Regions from separate parts of the Zea mays genome. Here region 2 is linked to region 1. Evidence: chromatin contacts called from public Hi-C data. All regions are on one chromosome and are shown on one strand. Each heading gives the region's core, a stretch centred on a gene start, on an enhancer-like site or on the middle of the called end of the contact. The rest is flanking DNA. Distances are from core to core; before and after follow the strand shown.

Region 1 (7,068 bases), core at 4,347-6,846:
GATCCAGTCCAAGCTCAGCTCAGCCCCGCGTAGTAGTACTACTGCGTGCATGGTCATGGTTGAAGCATTTAGCTAGGCAGGCGCGTGAAGCGAAGTGAAGTGCAGTCCAGCGACGACGGACCGGACGGAGCGCCAACCAACCACAACCACTACTCGGCTCGTCCTTTAAATCCGCCTCCTAAAATTCCAGCTGCTGAGCGCCTGGTGATTAAAGGAAGGGCTTCAATGCCGTATAGTGCCTAGAGAGAAATCGAGTTTTAAGTGTCCATGAATGGCGGTTGTTGCCATGGCGTCGCAGGCCCATATGAATACGGCGGTGAGCTGTTCCAGGTCTGGTGGTGTTCTCGGGCTCGGCCGGTCACCTCACCCCCGGCAGTCAATGTCGTCGTATGGTGACGGAGGTGCACGCTGCCGCCGGTACGGTGCGCGCGTACTCCACATTAGGTCGCCTGCTAGTCCACCACCGCCACTCTGGTCGCCTCGTGTGTCACACTCGCCGACTGTATCTATCTGAAAAATGAAATCGAACAGATGATTGTCCTAGTTCTAGGACTAGGAAACAGAATGGGACTACGTAGCACACACAGTATATCGGCTGAAAGTGCACAAATGCCCGTAGTTCGTTCCTCTGTGTGTGTGTGTGTGTGATTTAATTGGAAGGGAATGGGCTTCTACGATTCCTCGCATCTCTATTGCTAACTGGAGGGAAGGGAGCAGCGATCTGTGGTTTTTTAGCCTGTTGGAAAGAGTGGCTTTTACAAGTTGGATCTTCCAAACCGCTAGCCGCCGATTGAAGCGAATGAATAGAGCAACAGGCTAGAGGACCACGAGTGGCGAGCTGACCAAGAAGCTGATGTGCTACGGCAGAAGATGAGAAGAGATCGACAAACGGCAAGGCTCTGGAATAGAGGGCAGATCGAAGCGACCGTGGGTTGGGCCTGTTTGTACCATGCAATGTATATACGAAAAATCGAAAGGCCTTTGTAGCGTAGTACGCTTATACTACTGGCCGTGTGCGCTCCGGTCCGCTTCGGCTCGTGCGCCCTGCCTGTCTGGACTGGACTATGGAGTCGCCGTGTGGCTGTCATGGATCACCTGAAACCTTCCTTCCTCCATCCATGCCCATACTACAGGCTACAGCATAGCGAACCGCCAGCCTAGAGGAGACGACCATGGATGGGCCAACTTGGACCGAGCTCGTAGCCCACGGACCACCACCACCAGTCCACCACCCAGCCCATATCGGTCCTTGAACTCCCTGCAGGCTGCTGCAGTCGCCAGTCCTGAGTCCATCATCATCACCTGAAATGCTGAAACTATTCTGCATCCTCATCCCCAGTCCCCACACTACTACAACCTGTCACTCGTGCATGGCTTTTTACACTGCACTATACCGGCCGCCATTACCTCTCCGCCACCTGAAATTTAAGACGTACCTCCACACTTGCCCCGAGGCAAAAGGGGAAAAAAAAAGAAAGACTGACCTTTCGTTTTGATCATGATCTGCTCCCAAAACCAAGAATAGAGATCGAGCGGGCATCCACATCCATGCACCGCCGCAGTGGTCTGCCCGGATCAGGACCAGGCACGCAGGTACAGATGGCCGAAGCGTCGAAAAAGGCATGGCTGGGCGGGGCGGGGCGGGCGAGAGCCTGCGAGGCTCACGGCCTGCCGCAGTCCGCTCGGCAAAGGGTCGACGACTCGGCGGGGGGAAGCGGAGCCTGGAGCCAAGCCAAGGGCACCGTCATCATGAGCCGTGCCGTCCCTACTCTAGACTGCGCGCTCGGCTCATCAGCCGCTGAGGTCTCAGGCGGCGGGTGCAGCGCCGGAGCGGCACAGCGCGCAGGTATATATGTATATATCTACTGTGCTCGCACCGTGCAAGCCGAACAGTACAAGTGGGCTAGCTGGCCCAGTGGCCACAGCACTCTGGTTCACATGGAACTCTTCTGCACTCTGTCTAGTGCTAGTGCCTACTACTGTACGATCGAGTATGCTGTATATCTCGAGCTGCAGCAGTAATCACTGCCACACTTCCGGGTTATTTTCTTTTGGCCCGGTATAGTATACTCCCTCCGTTCGTATTGACACTGCAAGGGGATTTGAATGACAAAGGCTAAAACAGCAAAAACATTAGCGGACCAACGAAGCTTACCTAGCTAGCTACAGACCGTTTGAATCGAAGCTGACATTATTCTTCATCGTATATAGACCTTCTGAATAATACCTGTTAAGAACTATCGAGAGAAAGAGCATGTGAAGGTTGTACGTAAAACACCATCAAATTTTGATAGGAAAACATGACAAACAACAATAAGATAAATAATATATTTTTGACTGATTGGATGTTCGACACCCCAGTCATGTAATCCCTATTTTTGTAATAGAGCGAGAGGGATGGTCTTATTCCATTGAAAAAAAACTAATATAGTGCTACTATCATATCGTTTTATATAGTAATAAGGGGTGCAGGGAGCAGACCTTTTTTTTTTTGAAAATTACGACATGGATACGGATTGATCTCGACACCCTCTGCAAGGAGCCAAGGAGCAAAGCTTGGTACGAGTAGACCTTGCTACTCTGCACCCCCCCCCCCCCCCCCCCCCCGAGATACCCCCATACGTCGCTTTCTTCGGTAAATCTCTTGGCATGCATAGATAATATTTGGAATCAAGAGAGAAAAATTCAAACAGTTGCTTTGCTCCGTCCACTGTGGTCTCCCACTGTCATGGACAGTGGTGCTCTGATGGCGTGGGGGCTACCAGCACAGCACAGCAGGCACTGCTCGCAAACCATGCAAGAAGCAATGATGGCGAATAGGCTGGGGAGGTGCAACGAAGGTACAAGAAAGCTTGGCGGGTTGCCGTCCCTGGCCGACTCTGCTACTACTGCTAGTGAGCAAGACAAGGCTAGCTTTCATATGGACTGTGTGCCAATCTTTTCGGTAGATTTGGGCGTCTGTGATGCCGCTGCTGCCTTTTTTTGTGCCCTGTGCTCTGTCGGTAAAAAAAAAACGTCTCCTTTCTTCGTCCCTGATCGAGCAACAGCCACGCTTGCATAAGCTCGTTTTACCGAGTTTTTACTGTTAGCCCAACAACTTTCCGGAAACAGTTTTCAAGCAGCATTTCTTGCACAAACTGAAGTAGTACTACGGAAGAGAGACGAGTTGTAGCTTTCACCGCGGTCGCGCCCGAGCCCGATCTGATTGCTCCGCCTGAGCGTCCTCCACAAGGAAACAAGACAAACGAACTTGTCTTAAATCCTTGATACATACATGTTCCCCTATTAGCTCTCGTCCGTGCATCCTACGAGCCCTACCGCCCCTACGACCTGCTGGACCATCAATAATGCTGACGACGCAATTACGTAGCCATCGTTATCTAACGCTAACAGGCTATCTTCCTTTTTTTTTAAGAAAAGGTCGACACTAGTAGCGGGAAAAAAGTAGGTAAGGATTCTGCGGATGCTTACGATGTGCTTATCAAAAAAACTCGTATGATCATTTAAAACACTGTTTATACTATACAATATACTATATATAGAGTAAAGTTTAAATATGAATATAAAAATGGATAAATTGCTGAAAATAGCTTTATTGGACTGAGAAAACCGATACAGATATCAATTAAGCTGATGGCCATTCTGTTCCTTATAGATAGACCTCCGAACACCTCTTAGAAGAACTCGTCACAGAGAAACACGTGGAGTTTATCCTAAAGGACGATACGATAACATCTGGTCTGGCTGATTTGCCGAATTTTAGGGACATATATATATTTGTCCCTGCTGCTCTACTTCAAATTTGAGCCTGTGGCGTTTCCAGAATCGTTTTCATGTGATCATGTCAGCCACTAGTGTGTACCACGGCGTTAACCTTTATTCGATTATCTCCACGACTCCACCCCAAATTGGAAACCTATACCACCCTGCAGGATGCATATAGCTGTTCCAAGACAATGCAATTTAGCATCATGTAGATCGGATAGGCTACACCAAAGCGGAAATGATCGTCGTCGGTCCGATCCAGATAGTGATGTGATGTACTTTCCGCATTCCAAATAAATTAACCTTTTAGTTTAGATACGAAAAGTAAAAAATGTGAAAAGGAGTGGTCATAAAAAACGAAGAGAGTCAAAGAGAAGCAGAGATATAGAGTGGAAAATAAAAGAAGATAAAAGTACGTTGAAAAATAAAAAAAAAATTATACCGTCTAATTGGTTGGTCGCATCGTCTCGCTCTATGTCACTACGTGCATTTAATTTATCTGAGCATTTGTTTAATTAACTAATATCTAGAGCATGAGTTACATGAGTTGATGCAAAACAAATTATTTTGAAGCTCTTTAGCTGCATCTACTATTACACAAAAATACTCGTTTCTGGTCGGTCTGGATCGGGCGAGCGTGCCAATCAGCCGGATAATGATTTTGGTGAAAAAAAATAAATCCTATAACACTAACGACTAATTATCTATTTAGGAGGACAGAGGGAGGGAGCAGACGACAACGAGGCAAGAGATTATGGAGCGGTCCGGCCTTGGCGGCAAAATTCGGAAAAGGAAAATATTCCTTTTGCCAACAGCACACAGCAGCGTGAGTAAACGCCGATACGCAGTACGGGGCCCGGCGAGATGTCGTCCAAACTTTTTTTTTTTTGCAGCGGCGAAGGCACGTCCAATCTCCCACAGTAAATGGAAGAGACGACGACGACCGGGGGAAAGTGTGGAGAACAGAACGCAACAGGCAGAGCTTTCAGAAGGGCGGAGGAGAAACGGAAAGAGGGGCTAGTAGCCCTTCACGGCAGGCGCCAGGCGGCCCTGCTGCTTGCTTGCTTGCTCCTCTCACGTCATGGGTAAATGCAGGTGTGCAGCGTGGGTCTGGTCGTCTCTCTGGTTTCGGCTTGCATTGCCGCCCGGTTGCGTGCTAGGTCCATGCCTGTTGCACTGCACTGTCCGCTTTTTAGTCGACAGCGGCGCGCCACTGTTTTAGCTGCATCACCAACTCAGCACTGTACATTGTTCCTGGGCCGGCGACGTGAGTTTCCTCACGGATACTTTGTCCTTTGACAGTAGCAGCGAGAATACTAGTAGGCCACTGATCTGATCATCACTGGGAGCGGGGGAAAAAACGCCAGTAGCACGAACCAACGAAATACTAGGAACGCAAGCGGCCGGAGACCATCTTTTCCGTGAAATGAATCTTTGACGTGCTAGTGTTCGTTGAAAAGACACCGAAACCTTCGCGGTGAAAAACAAAGGCAAGGTCCTACGACGCAGCGCAGGTAAGGTACCCCTGCAAATCAGACATTTTGTCCTCCTGTCCCTCCTGCGTTGCAAATTGCACGCGCAAGTGTCGGTCTTTCAAGCCTGCTGGATCGTCTGTGTACACGATGGGACTGGTGCTGTGACGTGAAACTACAACTGTTCCAGCACCAGTCCCAAGTGCTCACGCCCCACGCGGCCGCACCGTGCGTTGCGTGGCTGCGAGCAGATGGAGTGCGTCGCAGAAGATCCCGCCCGTTTCCTGCTCACCTTTTTCCCTCGCAAACTCCTTTAAAACCAAGCTGCCCTGCCCAGCCCAGCCGTCCGCCCTTGTCTCGCTCTCGCACAAAAAAGTCTGCAAGCAGGGTTAAGGCACGCACCAACCTTTCCTCCTACCTCTACTCCTGTTCCTCGGGTTCATCTTCACCTCGAGCGCTGCTGCGGCCATGGTGACCAGAAGGCTGGCTCTGAGCTCCCTCTTCCACGGCAAGGCAAGGGACACTTCCTCCTTACCACCGCCGCCTCCTCCTCCTCCCGCACCAGCCTGGCCATGGCCGTCCAGCAAGAACCCAAGAACGACGCAGCCGCAGGCAGCAGCAGCAGCAGCAGCAGCAGGCGCCAGGACCGTCGCCTCCATCGTCCTCGACTCCGCCGACTCGTCCTTCACGGCCTCCTCCGCGCTGCAGGAGGACTGCTGCTGCTCCGACAGCCTCTCCACGGCGTCCGAGGCGTCGGCGTCGGCGTCGGCGGCGTGCGACGACGCGGCGGCGGACGACGCCGTCGTCGTGCGCGGGGTCCGCTCCGACCGGCTCCTCTTCGACCCAGGCGCGTCGGCCACCAACTCCATCCTCGAGGAGAAGTCTGCCACCAAACGGGAGCAGGCGTTCGGCGGCGCCGTGGCCGTCGCGTTCGAGTCCGCCGACCCGTACGTGGACTTCCGGGCGTCCATGGAGGAGATGGTGGCCGCGCACGGGATCGGCCGCCACTGGGGCTGGCTGGAGGAGATGCTGGGCTGGTACCTGCGAGCCAACGACGGCGACACGCACTGCGCCATCGTGGCGGCCTTCATCGACGTCGTCGTCGTCGCCGCCGTAGCCGCCGACCCGGCTCGCTCTTCGCAGCAGGCCTCATCTCGCACGTCGTTTGCGACGGGGGAGTTGGAGGTGGCAGACAAGGGCAAACCAGATGGAGCCGGAGCGCTCGCCGTGTCATGTTTGGATTAAGCTGAGCTAAATCTTCACAGTTTATTTGCATTACCTTATTATATATGTAGTACTACTACGTGTTAATCTCGTCGTTCTAAAATGTGTAGAGACTAGAGAAGAGTACTAGTGTACGGTTCTCTTGACGATCAACCTATGTCGTTGACCCACCTAGACGTACGAGTACGATCGATCAACCTATGCAGATTATTCTGTGTTAAACAAGATCGAGGGGCGAACCGTACGTACCATGCACGCACGCATGGACTACGGACGGGTCACGAGTCCATGGCGAACGAGCAAAACGGGTACTCCTGTCCATCCCCATGCCCTACGAGTAGAGTTTATTAGATGTCATAAGTTTTACTTTGTTTTAGAAAAAAAGAGAGAAATGTTAACATCTACCACGTACCAATATTACTATATCAAGCTACATTTCATGTCGACTTTAATTAACGAAACTAATATGTTATTGTAGCTATTGATTCAGTTTTTTTCTTTTCTGTAAGCTTAGTAAAGCAAGAGGATTCGATTCTTCTGTGTGCAAAGATGCACCGATAAAAAGACGAAGCCAGATAGATGCATGCAAATGGTGCCGACCGGTAGT
Region 2 (6,692 bases), core at 1,946-4,445, 160 kb before region 1:
AAGAGGATATCATGATTACCTCTCTTTGCAGCTTTATTGACAACATCTCTGACTTCGAACCAACTTCAGAAAACACCTTTTCCATCAAATCTCCTTCACAAGCACCTAAATGCTTAATCGCCTTTCCAAAGTCCGCCAAAGATTGACCAAGTTCTAATGAATCAAAATTAGGACTGTGTAACTCATCTTGCTATCCATTTAAACAACCAAGAAAAAAAATGAGGGTCTTATTGATGGTCTTTGGGTTCGAATTCCACATGATGTTTAGGCCAGATTATTTATTTATTTGAAATAAACTTCAAACATTTGTTTTCTGAAATTGCATTTTATGGATTTTTCAAAACAATTTCACAATGAAAAAGAAATTGCAAAGTTGCAAGGTATTTTAACATGAAGAAATTCAGAAGTAACGAAGGACCATTTTTCAAACGGCCAACTGATATACCTCTGTGTCTTTTCACAAGACGGTATGCTTGTTTTTGGGCCTCTGCTAAATGATTTTCTAGCTCAAATATGTAATTTTTAAGCTTCTCATATTCAGGAGTAGATTCCTCCACAGGCTTTTCTTTTCCCAGAACAACATCACTGACTTTTGACTGCACATCCTAAAAAATGATACCACGTCTGTTAACTTGCAAATGGATATCAATAGTGAGACGAACAGAGGGGAGTTATACAGCATAATGCTTGTTATAATCCAGTAAGAACTAAGAACAATGTTCAGGAAGTAACAAGGATGTCTCACTGGACATACGGATTACAGAAGACAATACCTTAAACATCTGTATGAAATCTGCCGGTTTCTTAAAAATACCAGTCTCATAAGATCTTGCCCTATCCATTATCTGGTTCAAAAGCATTGGAAAAAGAAACATGAGCAGAAGGAATGCCATCAAAACCAACAAAATGAATTATTCAGTCAAAAGAATGAGATAAGCAACACATGAAGTCCTGATATAAAAAGTTATAAGACAATAATCAAGAGAGCACCAAGCCGATGAGGTAGAAGGTTGCAAATGACCATTGCAAAGTCAGCAGTTGAATTCATATAACATAATCTAACTATTAAATCTTCACAGCCGATATATCTGACTTATTATTTATGTTTGTGATGGAAATTTCAGTGAGAAATCAGGTCAAATGACCCCTAGACATAAGGCAGCTATCCTAAGGACATCTATGTTATGTCTATTGGCAAATATCCTAAGGACATCTATGCATATCATGCCAAAAGAATTTCATTGGAAGAAAACGTCAAAAGACTTCAATTCACATTTCTCAAACGTAATCGCTACTCAGATTTCACGAAGCATGAGTTTATGCAAAAAAACTTATAAACTAATTAAATAGCGATTTCTGATGAACCTATCCAATGAAGTTTTGAGTCAATAAGAATCAAAGTAATGCGTAACAAGAAAAAAACACATCAGTCTGCTGCCGTGCAATGAAATGTTTTACCTCTTCATCTGCTTGCAAAAATGTCCTCAAGACATCACTTTGCTTGAGTTCAGGGTGTGAAGCTATCCTGTTAACGAATAAATCCAGAGCTTGACGCCGCAATTCAATGAACTCCTTGCTAAACCGGAATTTCTCTGAAGAAAAAGAATAGAAATAGATTAAAAAAGATGCATTATCGATACAACTATTCAGAATTCCAGATGTTTTCTGTCCTCAAGAGATTAAATGAAAAACGTTGATACGAAAACCATAATTTGGGATCTTACCAACAGCATTCTTCTCCGGAAGAGGGGGTATAAAAATGCCTTTGTACCTCTCAGCAAGCCGATCATGCAACCATTCAAAATCACTATAGCGCCGAATAACAATTTTCTCTGGTCCCTCAAATTCAGGGAGGTTGGTCTGCAGAAACAAATGTTACTAGATTAGCAAATCAACAAGTGTTGAAGGTGAACAAGTTCCATATCTCGGTACAAGAAAAGTGCATAGTCACTGGCTATTAGACATAAAAGTTATCATGCCATTCCTATTGTAAGTTGCCTAGATAGAATCTTTCGTATAATTGATACAGTTTTGGTTTCTAATTCAAAACTTAAACATACAATTTTCACAAACTCAACACACAACCACCTGTCTAGTCATAACACCACCTTCCTCCATAGAACTAGTGCGACAACTCCTCTTCATTGCCCCTCAACTTAAATGTTTCAGAAACACGACTTGATTTCCCACTGTTTTCTTTTCCCAGCAAATACATTGCTGATAGCTCTACTGATTAATGCTCTATCAAATCTAGAACGACACATGAGTTTTGTAAACCAATGAGTTCCAATTACTACTGGATTACATCCGATATTAGTTCCAGATCTATATTAGGAGGCCGTGATCCAAAATCAGAGTCCCACTGATCCTGCTTTTATACCTCCACACACACACACACACACTGTGCAAACAAAAAAAAGCTCTAAAATCAGAGCAAGCACGCATGGGTGCAAGCAAAGCATATAGTCTGTGAGCACCATGTTACAAAAAACAACCACTAAACCAGGAGCGATTCACGAGTCACGAGTGGTATGGTACCGAGGCCAAACAATTGTTACCTTGGTGATGACGCGGTAGGAGATGTAGGACTGCACGCCGGTACCCATCTTTACGGGATCCGTGACGGAGATCGACAGGAACGGCGCCCCCGCCGCCGCCGACCGCTGGCTCTGTGACGAGCTCCTCTCCTGCGAGAGCCCCATAGACAGATTCAGCTCCAAATTCCAGCCGACCGAACCAATGGTCAGAAGCGCAGCAGAAGGTATGATGCGAAGGAGCGGGTATAGTGGTTACCGGCGAGATCATGGTGAGCTTCGCGGCGAAGTCTCCTCTCCTCGCAGGTGCGGCACGGCGAAGCGACGGGAAGAAGAGGACGACTTCAGAAGAAAGGGAAATGGATTTTTTCCCTGATTGGATTTTCCGTGGGTATTTTTGTTTAGAAGATTGTTTGTTAAGCTACGGGATTACGGGCTCGAGTCCCGACTTGATCCGAGCCCGCGTTCAGGACTGGGCCCAAGAGTGGTCGATCCAGAATCTGACCCGTCGAAACGGCGCACGAATCTCAAAACTATGGCATCGTCTTCTCCAAAGGGCTGGCTCCACCTCCACCACAGACTCGTGGACCCCAAATCTGCATCGGCACGCCTCCCATTTCGTTGATCACCTGCGCGCTCGTCGCCGTCTCGTCACCTCTCACCAGTGACGTGACATCTCCCCCACCCTCACAGTCCCACACTCACACTGGCACACGCGACGGCACGCGCTAGCTCAACCATGGATCGCATGCGACACAGGAACTCCGTCAGCTCCGAGCGCTTCCTTGGCTCCTTCGCCCGCTCCGCAGCTGCCGGAGAACAGTCGGCCTCTACGGCCTTCGAGCTTGACGAGGACGACCTCTTCTCCGCAGGATCCGGCTCGCCCGAGCCGCCGCAGCCGTTGCGCCGCCCACTCATCCTGTCCTCCGTCCGCCATGCAAACCCTAGCCCTGTTCCACGCCTACGCCGCCCGCCGGAGGGCATCCTGGACGCCCTCCCCGAGCGCCGCCGCTCGCCGCCTCAGTCCTCTTCATCCACGTCCTCGTCCCCCGCTTCCCCGGCTGCGGCCCCTCCCCGCATGATCCCTGCCGTTCCCCGCCCGGCGCCGGCACCGGCGCCGTATGTGCCGCAATCATTGCCGGTCAACGTTCCTGCGGCGCGGCTGCGGAAGCCGCCCGTGGTGATGGTGATGGGGGAAGCGGAGGATGAATACGAGGAGATGCTACCGCCACACGAGATGTTAGCGCGCGCGCGGGCTCGGGAGTCGCCGATGACGACGTTCTCAATGCTGGAGGGAGCCGGGCGCACACTGAAGGGGCGGGATCTCCGCCAGGTACGCAATGCTGTCTGGCGGAAGACTGGATTCCTCGACTGACCCGTGCCATTTGCACTGGCCAGTAGCCCTCAGGTAGAAGTGACTGAAAAAATTATATGGGAGTCTGGACATCTGGTTGTCATGCACACCTGTGTTTGTTAATTTTAGTCACGCCTGTAAAACATGTCTGCTCTAGTACTTGTAAACTCTTCATTTGGTGGGCTATAAGAACTAAGTTGAAATATGTCACACGAGTGATTCTGTGTTTGTTAGGAGCAATTTACTGCAATAAATAATAAGGTGTTCATTTTCAGTTGTTCTACATTTACTAGATGTGTCAATTTGTGTACATTGGTGTGATAGAGGAGTGGAGCAGATTGGTCTGATTTATGGATACTTGTCTTATGTTGTTCCTTTTAACTTAATGTAATCCCTCTACATCCTGATTCTTCAATGAATTCTAGTGAAGCTGTAACCATAGGATGTGGAGATCAATTTTTAGATGAATAGCTTGTTCTTGTGTGGCATAACGGTGGGATTATCTGGATAGTATCATGTTAGTCATTTTTAGTTTAGTCATTTGCGCTTTTCAGGCCACATATTACTACTTAGTACACATATATGATTAAGTTTGGAAACTTTATTTCTTTAAATGCTGTCAGTCCAATCCAATGAATGATGGACCAAAAGAAAGATACCCTTCAATTAAAAAAACCCCGACCTGCGGTGGTAAGACAGCCCCGGGACATTGTAAAGAAGACCTTCTCACACATTGTAAAGAATACCTTCTCACACAGGTCGAGAAAACCTTTGAACCCCTATCCCACCCATACAAAGTGACATCGTAGCCCATGTGAAAACGACCGCAACTGGGGTAAGCCTTAGACCTATGCTTTGGTGGCCTAACCAACTTAGCTAGAGGCCCTTTCGTAATACCCTTCTATTAATATCATTTAGGACCTTGTGCTTGTATATGGACAATCCAAAAGTCAAGAAGTTTGTTCTTGTGGGGCAACAATAGCATGATGAATACGAGGAACTATGGGGGCAAGAAACCTTGTAACAAGCCCCAGATTCCAAGCGGAGGTACTCTTCTTTAGTTTGAAATCAGAGGCATGTCTCTCCCTCTGGTCGTTCGTGGATTGTGTGATTATCTACTTGGCTACACTGCTTCACCTTGACACTTCTTTAGTCAATGATAAACCCATTTTTCACTGCCCTCTAGATTTTGACAGAAGAAGATAAAATGGAACTCTGTCTGGGATTCTAGGTTGTAATATGATTAAAAGTTTTGCTTTGCATCTTAGACTCTTAGTGGTAAAGTATTTACTGAATAAATCAGGCATTCAACCAAACTGTTGCAAAGTACAGGGGAATATCTCTTTTGCACATTTGAAGTCTATTCTGAATATTCTGATTATATTTTGAAAAAATAATAATCATTGGTTAGGTGCTGAAATGGTCATTGAAATAGAGAAACTACACCTTACTGAACTCCATGATTTATCACTAGATTGAACCAAAAGAAAATACTAGCAATGCTCGTCACCACTTCCCAGCTATGCTGGAGAAACAGGTAAGTACATGTTTATAGAAAAGGGTAGAATTATATCTGAGTGTTACATGTTTCAGGTGTTTCCCTTCTTTTTTTTAGCTCTTCTTTATGAAATAATGCAAATCCTGGAATGATTCAACCCATGGTTCCAAAGGTGACAAAGTGTATCCAGACCCTCAAGGTGAGCTGGCCAGCTGGGTACCTCTGAGCACCTAGACACCTTTGAAACAGAGATTTTCCCACTTAGGGCTTGTTCGGTTAGGTGTGGATTGAGGGGATTAAATCAACTCCTATTCTGAATAGGAGTTGATTTAATCCCCTCAATCCACACCTAACCGAACAAGCCCTTAACAAGATCTCTGGATGTTTCAACCTGCCCTGCCTGCTTTGGATTTTTAGATATAGAAAACCTACCCTTGCTAAATGCCAAAAGACTTAATAATGTAAAAAACCTGCGGGGATAAGACAACATCTAAGTATTGCATTAATAAGACCTCATACAAGTCGAGAAAATCGACGAACTCCTGCTCTACCCATACATAACGGCACCGTAGGCAACGTGAGAATGACCATGACGGAACCATGGACCTTTGGTGTGAGATAGACAAGAGATTTTTTTTAACCCCAACCTAAACTCAGAACCTCATGAGTGCTAAAAGACTTGATACTGTAGTCAGACCCTTCATACTGTAGTCAGATCAGGCCCAGCCCGTTACAAACCAGTGGATTTGAACATTCTTTACTGAGAGGCTCGTTTTCAATTGCAAATCAATGCAAGAAAAACATCAAGTTTGTAGTGCTCATTTATGACCCCAGTGAAAAGTTGAGGTTCTTTATTTTCCCAATAGACTGCATTTGTGGCGTGAACACAGATGTTAGTTGGGGAAGAAAAAAAGGGGATGAAAGTTTTGTTGAAGACACTCAATTAGGTGCTGGGCCCTGCAATTCATAAGGATGAAACTGAACCATCTGGAGGTAGAACCTGTTAGAATCTATACTGTCTAGGATCGATTCCTAAGTCCTTAGAAAACAAATCCGTAACTGGAAGTAAAATTTTGATAACGAGTAGATCTGATCTATTGAGAGGAATTGGGAAAACACACCTTATTGTTGCTGTTGTTATCTTCATATCGTCGCCCTGCAGAGAAGCAGCAGGCATCGAGATCCGAGCCGTTGTAGGTTGTCGCGTTTCCAGACACTCCGACGCCTAGGCGATGGGGCCTCTGGGGACTAGGGTTTTGGGGCGAGGTACTAGCGTTAGTTTTTCCTGCGACCCCTTAGTCCTATA

What was found. A called contact is a pair of places that touch in the nucleus more often than the background predicts.
Region 2: a Hi-C map of leaf shows a contact between it and region 1, with 4 times the contacts expected there. The contact joins the promoter of LOC100276582 here to the promoter of LOC100274098 in region 1. A contact is called at or near these places in 9 of 25 Hi-C or Micro-C datasets (bundle sheath, ear, leaf and 3 more).

What each region holds. Positions count from the first base shown.
Region 1 is chr3:181,148,323-181,155,390 of Zm-B73-REFERENCE-NAM-5.0, reverse strand. It overlaps LOC100274098, which reads left to right and starts at 5,596. Exons shown (of 2, transcript NR_158625.1): 1 at 5,596-6,769; 2 at 6,976-7,068.
Region 2 is chr3:181,306,310-181,313,001 of Zm-B73-REFERENCE-NAM-5.0, reverse strand. It overlaps LOC100276582 (senescence regulator), which reads left to right and starts at 3,195. Exons shown (of 1, transcript NM_001150336.2): 1 at 3,195-4,171. The coding sequence starts at 3,274. The coding sequence ends at 3,909. LOC103650974 (sorting nexin 1-like) reads right to left here and starts at 2,896. Exons shown (of 11, transcript NM_001301564.1): 1 at 2,794-2,896; 2 at 2,559-2,687; 3 at 1,725-1,860; 4 at 1,459-1,592; 5 at 774-845; 6 at 446-605; 7 at 20-153. The coding sequence starts at 2,805. It overlaps LOC118476728 (a long non-coding RNA gene), which reads left to right and starts at 6,166. Exons shown (of 2, transcript XR_004857307.1): 1 at 6,166-6,692.